2 separate regions of the Sus scrofa genome follow, and region 2 is linked to region 1. Evidence: chromatin contacts called from public HiChIP or PLAC-seq data. All regions are on one chromosome and are shown on one strand. The core of a region is the stretch at or near the end of the contact, and the rest is flanking DNA. Distances in the headings are between cores, read along the strand shown.

Evidence for each region. HiChIP or PLAC-seq counts read pairs in DNA pulled down with a chosen protein or histone mark.
Region 2: an H3K27ac HiChIP or PLAC-seq map of skeletal muscle shows a contact between it and region 1, with 3 times the contacts expected there. The contact joins two enhancer-like sites. A contact is called at or near these places in 5 of 47 Hi-C or Micro-C datasets (fetal heart ventricle, heart right ventricle, psoas muscle and 1 more) and 1 of 2 datasets of contacts at active chromatin or transcription factors (skeletal muscle).

The regions. Positions count from the first base shown.
Region 1 is chr1:241,124,094-241,129,920 of Sscrofa11.1, reverse strand. No RefSeq gene overlaps it. Among named protein-coding and RNA genes, the nearest start is that of SEC61B, 140 kb to the right of the region's middle. Within about 2 kb of position 1,945, at least 3 of the 83 cell types and tissues checked have an H3K27ac peak or open chromatin away from gene starts, as enhancers often do. A contact at or near this core is called in skeletal muscle, where this site is marked.
Region 2 is chr1:241,190,264-241,195,775 of Sscrofa11.1, reverse strand. The region is part of intron 4 of LOC106509214 (a long non-coding RNA gene); the gene reads left to right. Among named protein-coding and RNA genes, the nearest start is that of SEC61B, 210 kb to the right of the region's middle. Within about 2 kb of position 2,080, at least 2 of the 83 cell types and tissues checked have an H3K27ac peak or open chromatin away from gene starts, as enhancers often do. A contact at or near this core is called in skeletal muscle, where this site is marked.

The DNA.
Region 1 (5,827 bases), core at 696-3,195:
CAGAGTGGGCAGGGGGCGCTAGGCCTGTGGTTCGATTTCAGTGCCTGCTGGCAGGGGAAGAGCACAGACCCCCATCCCCACGGGCTTGAGAATGGCCTGTTTACTTTAGGCAGGATGCTGGGACAGTTGCAGCCTGGCCTTCCTTCTCCATGGCATTCCAGCTCTGTGCGAGCGTATGTATGTGCTTTTTGGGGGGAGAAGGATGAGCAAGATCAGAAGAAGATAAGCAATGGGTTCATTGTTCATGCAGAGCCTTTTTTTTTTTTTTTCTAGCTTAAAAGTTAATCGTGTCAGACTTCTCTAAGAAGACAGAGTTTTGTATATTTTGAAGAAAGAGGGTTTCATACTTTCTAGGAGAATGATCCACTTACAGGAAGAGGAGGGAAAATCAGTGGAATTAACACATATTAAGTGCCCGCTGTGGTCAAGCACTGTGCAAGCACCGTGGAAACCCGGACCCTGACAATGATGCTGGAGGGGGGGGTCCTGCCACACCCAGCTTACAAGGGAGGAGATTCAGGCCCAGAGAGTCGTGACTGGCTGGCCTAGATTCACCTAGCTTGTCACTGGCTCTGCTGGGACTGAAATCTTGTGTCTGGCTACAAAATGCATGCTAGCGCCAATTCTCACATCTTCCCTACTACTTCCTTCTCACCTCTCAAAACAAAATACAATCTTTATTAATGCTGTTTTTATTATTTTCTTTCTCTGGCTCTGCTCCCCTCCTGACCCCCCACCCCAACTAGAAGAGACCTTTCCCACCTTGGAACCCTTGGCCTTGCTTGTTTCTTTAGATTCTGAGCAGTGACTAATCTGAGACACAGTCACATTGGAATCTAAAAAGAACACTACATGGAGTTCCCATTGTGGCCCTGCAGGTTAAGAACCCAACAAAGTATCTGTGAGGATGCAGGTTTGATCCCTGCCTCAGTGGGTTAAGGATTCAGCATTGACGCGAGCTGCAGAGTAGGTTGCAGATGTGGCGCAGGTAACACATTGCTGTGGCTAAAGCGCGGTTCCACCCCTAGCCTGGGAACTTCCATATGCCACAGGTGCAGCCTTGAAAGAGGAAAAAAACAAAAAACAAAAATCAAAACCCATGTTGTCAAATCCAAATTTATTTCTACCAACAATCAATTTGGTTGTGGCTTCAGAATGAAATATTTTTATTGTATTTCTAAGAGCAAAGCATGCTGAGATTTGCATTCACGTGAGACTGCAGCAGAAACAAAATACAGGGCCAGTTGTAGGACACCCTCTCCTCCTTAGCCCAGCTGTGGGTGGGTGGGTGTCTGTGGGTGTCAGAAATCTCATGGAAACCAAATGCTCCCTGGGTCCCCATCATCAGGACTTTTAAATTGCTCACTCTGGCTCAGACATTTCCTGGAGACTCTGATAAGAGATGGTTGTCTATTTGGTGTCCTAGAGTCAGGAGCCAGGAACCTTGTGGCAAGTAGGGCAAGATACATTGCTTTTATATAATTTGATTTCTTCTTCCTTAAAATGGAGATACTAACGCCGTTTGCCCACTCACCCACTTCACAATTTGCTAGGAAGTTTAAATCAGAGAATTTATGTAACTATGCTGTTGTGAAAGCTGGCAAATGCTTTGAGAATGTTGCTAGTGCTGATGTGTTTGCCATTAGTAAAAATGGGAAGGAGGATTCAGCAAGGCCAAGTGAAATGTTTAAGGTCACACAGCACGTAAGTTGTTGGAATAAGGACTTAATAGCCCTGTTTCACTCTGCAAATGGCTGAAAAGAAATCCCAGTGCCACTGGAAGGCTCAGATGCTGAGCTCTACAATGCTGGGCCAAGTTCAGCCCAGAAATGGGGACACTGATCTGGGATGGGTCCCATTGCTCTCCCCGGCTGACCCTCTCTGCATCTTTGTCCCAGAAGCTTCTCAGGCTTCTCAGCAGTGTGGGTGTCCTGCCTCAGCCAGAGCTGAAATCCCAGAGCAGGGACAGAGAAGCCAGTGTCATGGGGCTTCTGGTTTCAGGATATACTGGAAAGGTGAGAAGGAAGCTTGTCTTCCCATGGATCTGGGCCAGGGCCGGGTGGCAGGGCCTCCCCTGCCAGAAGCTGGGACGTTCCCCAGGTGCCTGGGCATCCCCAGGTCAGCAGAGCTGCCAGCACTTTCCAAAGCATTAGCTTGGGTCAGAAAATAAGTCCTTCAGCCCTTTGTATGGACCAGATGCTTTGTGCTTCAGACAAAACCTGCCCCAGAATCTACAGTCTTGGCAAGCACTTATGTTCCCTCAGTTTAGGGGCTAGTTTGTGGACTAGAAAGTAAAGCCCCATGCACCTGCTTCTTGGAGGATTTGATGAGACCTCTTTATATGCTGTACCTCCACACCTCAACCTCCATGACTTTGACCTTTATGTCGCTGCAGCTTCCCCCCACCCCAACTACCACCTTGCCTCCCCACCCCCAACCCTTGCCAAAATCCCACCCGTTTTTGAGGCCTGGTACAGGTATTACTCCCTCTGTGAAATCTGTTCTGTCCTCCTCCCAGTTGGGAATAATGATGAAAGCCCCTTCTCTGGGCTCTCACAGAATTTTGTGAGCATGGTAGTACATTCCAGCTGGTTTGCACTGGAATTTCCTGAACACCCAGCCTAGAACAGAGTAGCTGCCCTGTTGGTCTGTGGGACTCAAGTCAGGCTTAGTTTTCATCCTTTCTCTTGAAGGGTAGAGCAGAGCCCTGGGCTGGAGGCCTGTAGATGGTTGAGTAGACACTGTGGTATCTACCCTGTTCCCCTTTTCAGGGCCTGTGCATCCCCACACACACCCCGGATGCTCTGAGTGTGACCTGCTTGCCTTTTCCTGACTCACAGCTACCGTCTTTCTTGGGAGAGCTGCCCTCAGGAAACAGGAGTTGCCTCTCCAGTAGGTTACCCACCCTGCCTCAACAACCACCAGCACAGGGCTGACTAAGTGACACAGGGATCTGAAAGGTTGGTGCCTGCCTCTGTAGGGGACACTGTGGCCTAGCGCTTTAGGCTCCAGAGTGCCAGTCCCACTTCCAACCTCCTCTTCAAGGACTAGGCCAAGGCCACTGTTTACCTGAGACCATAGCTTAGAGCTCTGAAAGTCTCATATCCTAGTCCAATCCCTCAGTTTAGGGCAAACAAAGCTGATTGGTTGGCCTAGACTGGGGTGCCGGATTTAGGAAACAAAAATACAGGATTTCCAGTTAAATTCGCATTTCAGATCAACAAAGCGCACATTTTTGGTATAATTACGTCCGATGCAATATTTAGAGCTCCTTGTAGTAAAAAATTGCTCACTGTTTATCTAAAATTCAAATTTAACTGGACACTCTGTATTTTACCTGGTAGCCCCACCCTCAACCAGATCTGTGCTTGTTCCTTTCTCCTCCATATCCTGCTTCTCTATCTCCCTCCCTTGCAGGTTTTTCCCTCTATAAACCAGGGGACCTAACACCCTTTCTCAGCCTCGGCTCCTAAGGAACCTGACCTAAGACTGTCATTGCTCCTTGGGCATCTGCAGTGGCCTGGAAAGGCCCTCCATTCCCCCTGCACTTTGCAGAACACATCTCTTTAGCCCAGTCTGTTGTCACTGGATGGGCAGAGCAGGCCTGAGGAGAGTCTCTGAGTAACCCTGGTGGATGCCGCTACCTCTGACTACCTTCATACAGGACTGGCTTCCTGGAAAACTCAGGAAGACAGGGCATCCAGAAGTCCTTGTGACCACAGGACTTTAAGGAGATGTCTTTAATCCATCCATGACAGAGACAGGGTTGGTGACTTAATAGCTGAGCCTAGATTTTATACTCTGGAACATGAAAACCAGATGAAATGACATCAGAGCATGTTCTAGCTGTGACCTAGTGAGATTTGGAGTTTTCATAAGCCTGACCTTTGTGTTTAATTTATAAAGTAGTGAGCTTCCTATCATTCGGAGGGAGGGGAGGCATTTATCTACCTGCCTATGGCAGATAATTTACATCCATCATCCCCTTTAATCAAACACTGGGGTGTTCAGCAGAGGCAGGATGACAGCTTGGGAGGGTGTGCCAGCCTCTGAGGGGCTGGACTGGAATGACGCAATGGTCTCCCCAGATCTGAGATTCCAGGATTCAGTGGAAACACTGACATCCTAACATTGACAATAAGCCTGTGGCCACTCTGATACCTAGGAATTTGGCAAATGGTTCCAGGACAATGTCCCAGATTTCTTCTACACTTTTCAGAACTGCAAACACTCCCAGACCAACCAGAGGGCCAACTGCTCTCCAGAGACGGGAGGGAGGTGAGAACTGACCCATAAGTCCTCCAAACACAGGAGGCAGAGTCATGCCTTCCTTCCTCCTGCCAGTCACCACGCTGTGCATGCTGTCCCCTCTTCTCGGGAGGCTCGAGTCAGCCATAGACCATGGTCGAGACGTGCTCAGCTGCCAGCCCCAGAGCTGTTTGGCTGAAGGAACTGGCTCTCTGTTCTCTCTCCCACGACTGTCAGAAGGACACCCAGAAGCCCTTGTTTTGTATATAAACCCCATCATGGAGTCTTTGTCCACAACCACATAATCATAGGGCTGGAGGAGCTTGCAGGGCACCTCGTCCAGTCCTTAGCAGACCTGCAAGCAGAGCCACCTCAAAAACACCCCTGCCAGGTGCCTCTGCCTGACACCTTGAAGGCCAAGAGCTTGCTCCCAGCTGGCACCACCCTTGCTTTTGTCGAGCTCCTCAGCCATTAGAAGGTGTGTCTAATGTCTACGAGAAAGCTGACCTTCTGGGGCTTCCTCTCATTCGTCCTTGTTCTTTCACTGATGGTACAGAAAGTCCAGTCTTGTTGGAAGGGGTTGTACAAAGAGCTTCAGGGAGATGTTTGGGGAGAAGTATCATGAGATGATGAGAAATGTCAGAAAGAGAATTGGCAGGTATGTGTGTTTTCTAAAAGGATCTGCATCCTTGCATGCTTTCTAGCATGCTTTTTAAAAGTGTAGTGCTAAAGAGATAATGCCTCAACCCTCTGGAAAACTTGTCCATCCCCAACAACTTACTCTCTGAGAACTACAGAAAACCAGAGTATTGTGTTACTTATTGTTGTGACAAGAAAAGGGTGATCAGGAGGGGAGGAGACTCAAAACTGTGTCACGGGAAAGACCTTTGAAAGAACTGGTTCTGTTTAGCCAGAAGAGTAGATTTGGGTGGTAAAGTAATTGCCTCTGAAAATCTTTCCTGGGGAAGAAGGATTGAACCAATTCCAAATGGAGTAAAGAAAGAATTGGGCCTAGGACAAAAGGGTAAACCATAAGAGTGACCAAAAGCTTTCTGCTAGACAGAGCTATTGAACAGTAAGAGGTCCCTGTCAGTGAAGATGTCCAAGTGAAGTGGGGTTGGGTTGGGGGGCCATTGATGCAGTACAAGCTATGGGTGGGAGGTTGGACCTGATGGCTTTTCATATCTGAGAGACCATGAGTTTGGGGTTGTTGTTTTTTTTTTTGTTTGTTTTGTTTTGTTTTTTTTAAGTATATATGTATCACCGCCAGCACCATAACACACATGTACAATGAAGCTGGGGTATTTAAAGCCAGATGCTCTTTATTTTTCAGAACACATCATTGTAGGGTGTGTGTCTCTTGCTTTGCTTAGCTTTGGTCACCCAGAGATTTTCCCATCGCTGACTTGGTTGTCAGCAAGTAATAAAAGCCTTTCCTCTCTCCTTGGGAGGAGTGGAGCAGATTGTCTGGATCTGCGCGTACTGCCCTGGCTCCGGTCTCAGCACCAAACGCGTTCCTTCTGCGCAGTCTGTTCCCGTTTTGACAATGCAGAGGGGAGAGCTGGAGAAAGTCCCATAG
Region 2 (5,512 bases), core at 831-3,330, 66 kb before region 1:
GCTCAGTGGTAACAACCCAATTAGTATCCATGAGGATGTTGCTGTTGCTGTGGCTTAGGCCGGCAGCCATGGCTCCATTCTCACCCCTGGCTTGGGGACTTCCGTATGCTGTGGATGTGACCCTAAAATGACAAAAACGAACAAACGAACAAAAAACTTTCTGCACCCCTATCTCTCTTGGGCTTAGCCTACATTTCACGTAAGTGGACTGTCTGTGCCCGACAGCCTTCCTATGCTTCTGTCTCCCACATCAGAGAATGTCTGGCCATATCAGAGAAGAGCAGAACCACTTTAGAGAGGCTCCTGCTTAGAAAGAAACCCTGCTCCTTAGGGCTTGCCGTAAGGTGATGCCGGTTACCCCTGGGCTGCCAGCACAACAGATATCAAAGATTGTTCTATGGTAGCAAATGTACTTCAAATGAAGAGTTCTCTGCTCTCTCATGGCCCAGCCTGGCCTATGGCCTGAATGCTTCAGGAATTGGAGATGCCCTTTCTTTGCCTTGGAGGTTTCCTTCAGTAAGATGCCCAGTTTTTTTCCATTTGAAGATCAGAAACTCCTCAAACTTGTGGGAATTCCCTTTGTGGCGCAGCAGTTAACAAACCCAGTTAGGATCCATGAGGATGTGGGTTCAATCCCTGGCCTTTCTCAGTGGGTTAAGGACCTGGCGTTGCCGTGAGCTGTGGTATAGGTCGAAGATGTGGCTCGGATCCTGAGTGGCTGTGGCTGTGGCGTAGGCCAGCAGTTGTAGCTCCGATTCGACCCCTGGCCTGAGAACTTGTATATGCCTCTGGTGCAGCCCTAAAAAGAAAAACAACAACAAAACACAAACAAAAAAGAAAGAACTCTTCAAACTTGTGTGGTTAAAATACTAATCTAGCATCACAAGTGATGTTATTTGTCCCTGTTTAAAATGTTCCACTAGATGATTTCACTTAGTTTCTTAAGGGAGATTAATGTCAATATGCACAACAATATCTTTTCCTTCAACACCCTCCCAATATTTTAGCTTTTTCTCTCTGCTTCTGGCCCCTCAGTTGCAGCAACTTCATCAGATGTTCTTCTCTGGCTTTTTGGATTCAAATCCACACATGACTCCTGGCTCAGTACAGCTTCCTAATACCACTATTTGCTGTACTTCTAGGGAGAGCACTCTGCCAGTCACAGTTCAGTAGCATCCTCTAACTGGATATTTCTGTCCTCACTTCCAATCGGGGTTGGAAAGTTTGGACAGATCTCGATTATTTATTAAGATCTTACTTTTTATTACATTTTGAATAAAGTTTTGAGACAGATCTTAATTTTGTCACATTTGCTTCAATTATTTCTCCCTTTTTTCCTTTTCCCTTCCTTTTCTTTTAAGTGAAAGTGTTCTGCTCAGTTTTAAGATGCTTTGTGACCTAAAAGGGATCAGGGTCTGGAGGGAATCAAAGTTAATTTAGAAGCTGAAAGCCCACGTCTATATTTCCTTGGCAGAATTGAAAGTGACTAAAAGATTCTGTCAGTGTGATTCAACCCAGCTATTTTGTAAAGCCCCAGGCAGGGGTAATGATGGGCGAGGACACCCAGAAATAGAGGCCTCGTCAATTATGAGTACAGCTTATCAAGGCGGCAGTCAATTGAATAAACCTGTTCTACTTAAATCTACTTGGGCTAGGGTTGAGACATGCCTATGGATAAGGAGGGAATTTTCTCAATAAATTGTTAGGGTGGAACAATCTCCACCAAAGGAAAAGCTGATTTCCAAGAAGAGGAAAAAAACCAGGCTCATGTTTTATATAAAGGCAAAACTGAAGTTATTGGACCCTATATATCACTGTTCCTTTGATACAGGATTCCAAAGAAAAGTGATTCAACCATCCTTGTGGCCTGAGCCTGCTGAACCAATGGTTGAGGCAGGAATATGATGAGTGACCAAGTACTCTAAAGCTCCCTGCTTCTTCTCCCAGGAGGCTTTGGCTGGGCTCCCAGCAGAATGTATGACAGGACGAAGTGTCTTGTGAGCACCAAAGGGCTGTACCGCTCAGCTAGCAGAGAGAAGCAGCTATTTGGAGTATAAGGAGGACAGAGATGGGGGCAGCTGATCTGAGCTGGGGCAGCTGATGTGACATCAGCTTTGGCAGGGGAGGTGCTGACAGCAGTGGTTGGATATGGAGTTGTGTTGACAGAAGTCACATCAGCAGACACTGGAGCAGCAGGCAGGATCTTGTGAGTTGTCCCAGAAACAATGCTCTTCTCCCTATAAACTTCCAACATACATGACATCTAGCTGGAACTCATGCAAAAATGTATTGATGCTGCCCACTACCAGTAGCGGAAATAGCAATTGGCTATTTTGATTTGCTGCTTCAAACTGTCTTTCAGAACCCAGCCATTTATAAGTAATAAAATTTCAGTATGCAGGCAAAAAAAAAAAAAAGAAAAAACCCAATAATTAAAGGTTTTTAATTACAGGTAGTCACATGCTGTAACCAACCATCGTATTTCTTAAAATATGAAAAAATATTGGTTGTATGATATGCAATTATTCCACTTACATTAAGGAAGAAAAATACTGCCAAATGAACTATGACATACTAATGACTGAAATTTGCATCCTAGGAGTTCCCATTGTGGCACAGCGGAAATGAATCTGACTAGGAACCATGAGGTTGCAGGTTTTATCCCTGGCCTTGCTCAGTGGGTTGAGGATCTGGCGTTGCTGTGAGCTGTGGTGCAAGAGGACAGCTATGTGGCTCGGATCTGGTGGTGTTGAGTCTCTGGCATAGGGGAGGTGCTTGGAACCTCCATATGCCATGGGTGCGGCCCTAAAAGGACAAAAGACAAAGAAAAAAAAGGAAAAGGAAATTTGCATCCTGATTTCAGAGATAATTAAAAAGTAGAAAAAATGGAGTTCCTGCTATACTGCCATGGGATTGGTGGCGTCTCTGCAGCACCAGGCCGCTTGTCAGATCTCTGGCCAGCACAGTGAGTTAAAGGATCTGGCAGTGTTGCTGCACCTGCAGCCCAGATCTGATCCCTGATCCTGGAATTCCATATGCCACGGGGCAGCCAAAAAAGAGAAAAAAATTTTTTTTTCAAAAATCTGTGTCTTAGAACTGGTGAAATACAGTATATGTCAGGCACTGTGCTCAGCATTGAACTTGAGGCTACAGACAAGATAGATTTCAAGAAACTTATAGTCTGGTAGGGAAAGACAGATACTGAAAAAGCAGTCGCAAGTGTGATTGCACTTGCAGGAGGAGCATGGGAGTCTTCTTCGATAAAGTGGAACTAAAGTTGAGACCTGATGGGGGAACAGGAATTAGCAAAATGAGGGCAAAACTAGAACTTTCTAGGAATAGGGATTGGAGTGTGTAAAGGCTCTGAGTTGGGAAGGTCCAGTGTGAGCAAGAATGAGGGTGACTGGAAAGAGAGTTAGGCAGGGACAGATCACTTGGGACCTCAAACCACCTTAAAGAATTAAGTTTATGGAAAAGCAGTAGGAGACCCCAGGGGTTACTTTACTTGTGGCGGTGATGTGAGAGAGGCATAAGAACAGGTGCAGGGAGAGCAGGTAGGAGATTTTTGCAGCACTTTAGATAAGAACATACAGTGGTTTATAATGGGGTGCTGGCAGTAGGGATGGAAAGAAACAAGGACTCAGAACAACTTCTTTGTTTTGTTTGTTATTTGTTTTTTGGCAAGGCAGAGGGGAGTTCAATGGCATCCAAGGAAATAATATGGACTAAAGACAATTACAGCTGTAGATGGAGTCAGCTTCTGATTTTCCAGTGTTAATTGTGACTTGCTTAGAAAATGAATGTTCCATACATTTGGATTTTTCTTAGGCCAAGATATACTGCTTTATTAGGGCAAAAACGATTCCAGTGTTTCAGTCACAAATCATCCTCCTCAGATTTATTTAATTACTTCTCTAGAAATTATTGCTATGACCTTAGATAACTTCATGCCTATGACCACAAATTGTGAAGTTTTATATGTTGAATAATGTTACAAGAGTTTTAGAAGCATCCTAACAAAAATCAGTAACTTAAGGAAGCTTTTAGCTGGGAAGTACTTCTAATTTGCTTGGGAGTGTTAGGTACATGCTTATAAACTTAGAGACAATTATAGTGTCTTCAAAAAGTACTGCCCCAGAAATGAGGTCTGTTTGAATCCCAGAGTTCTTAACTCACTCCCTGTGTGACATTAGGCATGCCATCCAAATACATTACATCTGTAAAACAAAGAAAATCTCTCTACCTACCTTGCAGGGTTGTGTGAATACCAAATGCAGTTCATAGCAAATATTCATTGGGTTCCTGTTTTGTACTAGAGACTATGCCAGACAGAAGTAATATAGTCTTTGCATAAGACAGCCATAGCCTCCAACCTCCAAGAAGATTCTCATTGCAGAAAGGAAGTTGTATAATATAAATTGCTGTAGGTATGTGAAGTAGTACTGTCATCAAATACTAGTAGTAGTAGAATTTCTTAGCAGAGAGTGTTGGATTTTAAACGTAAGGAATAATTTTCAAAGAGATAAAATTATGACTCTCTTTCAAAATGAAATAAACACAAGTCAAAGATTTTATTCAACTTGCTAATTAACAAGGGAGCCACTAAGATGTTAAAACCATTCCAAAGAGCATTTGAGAAGCTAAGTATTTATAGCAATGTTAGGATAAGATCTCTGGGTTAGATACGAAACTTGTCAGTATTCCAACAGGACCATAAATTATAACCCATTGAGTTATCTGTTCCATGAAACAAAAATCATTTGCATTTCTACCAGGCAAAAGTCTACACATTGGTCCAAGAACAATCCACAGGCAAGACCCTGCTAAAAGGGTCTATGGCAACAGAATGGAGATTATGTCAGGAGCAAAGTGCTTCTGTAAACCGTGGGGCACTGGATGCATGAGGGTCATTCAGGGACCAGATATGGCCGTATTAGGGAAGGGGGAAGTAGAGTTAGCCTGGGGTCTTCTCAGATTCCCCCAGGGAGGACTGGCCTGGAAGAATAACAGGAAGGGCCTCCAGATATTCAGGGGCTAAAGTGGGCTTCACTCCCATCAAGGGACCACAATGAGAGGCTGCTGAGGGGTTGTCTCTGAGGCATTCAGGAGACAGAATCAGCAATGGGACTCCTCCCCTGCCCAGAGGGCACCATAGCTGATTGCATCTACAGCTGGCCTGTCCCCCACTTCTCTCTCCACCCCTCTCTCCATTTGCCCTCATCTTATTTCCAACCCCATGGAAGCCAGAGACAGCCCAGTGAGGGGCTCGGAAGTAGGAGAGCCAGGTGGGGAAAGACGGGGACTGAAGCTGACACACCATGTCACCAGGCCTGAGGCAGGCCAGGACTCAGGGAGTAGAGAGCTTTAACTTTGAGTGAAGTAACATTTTGACAAATACATGTCACGTCGTCATTTTATTGACTGAAAGGAGAACATCTTTGTTTTTTGTTTTTTGGGGTTTTTTTTGTCTTTTTGCTATTTCTTGGGCCGCTCCTGCGGCATATGGAGGTTC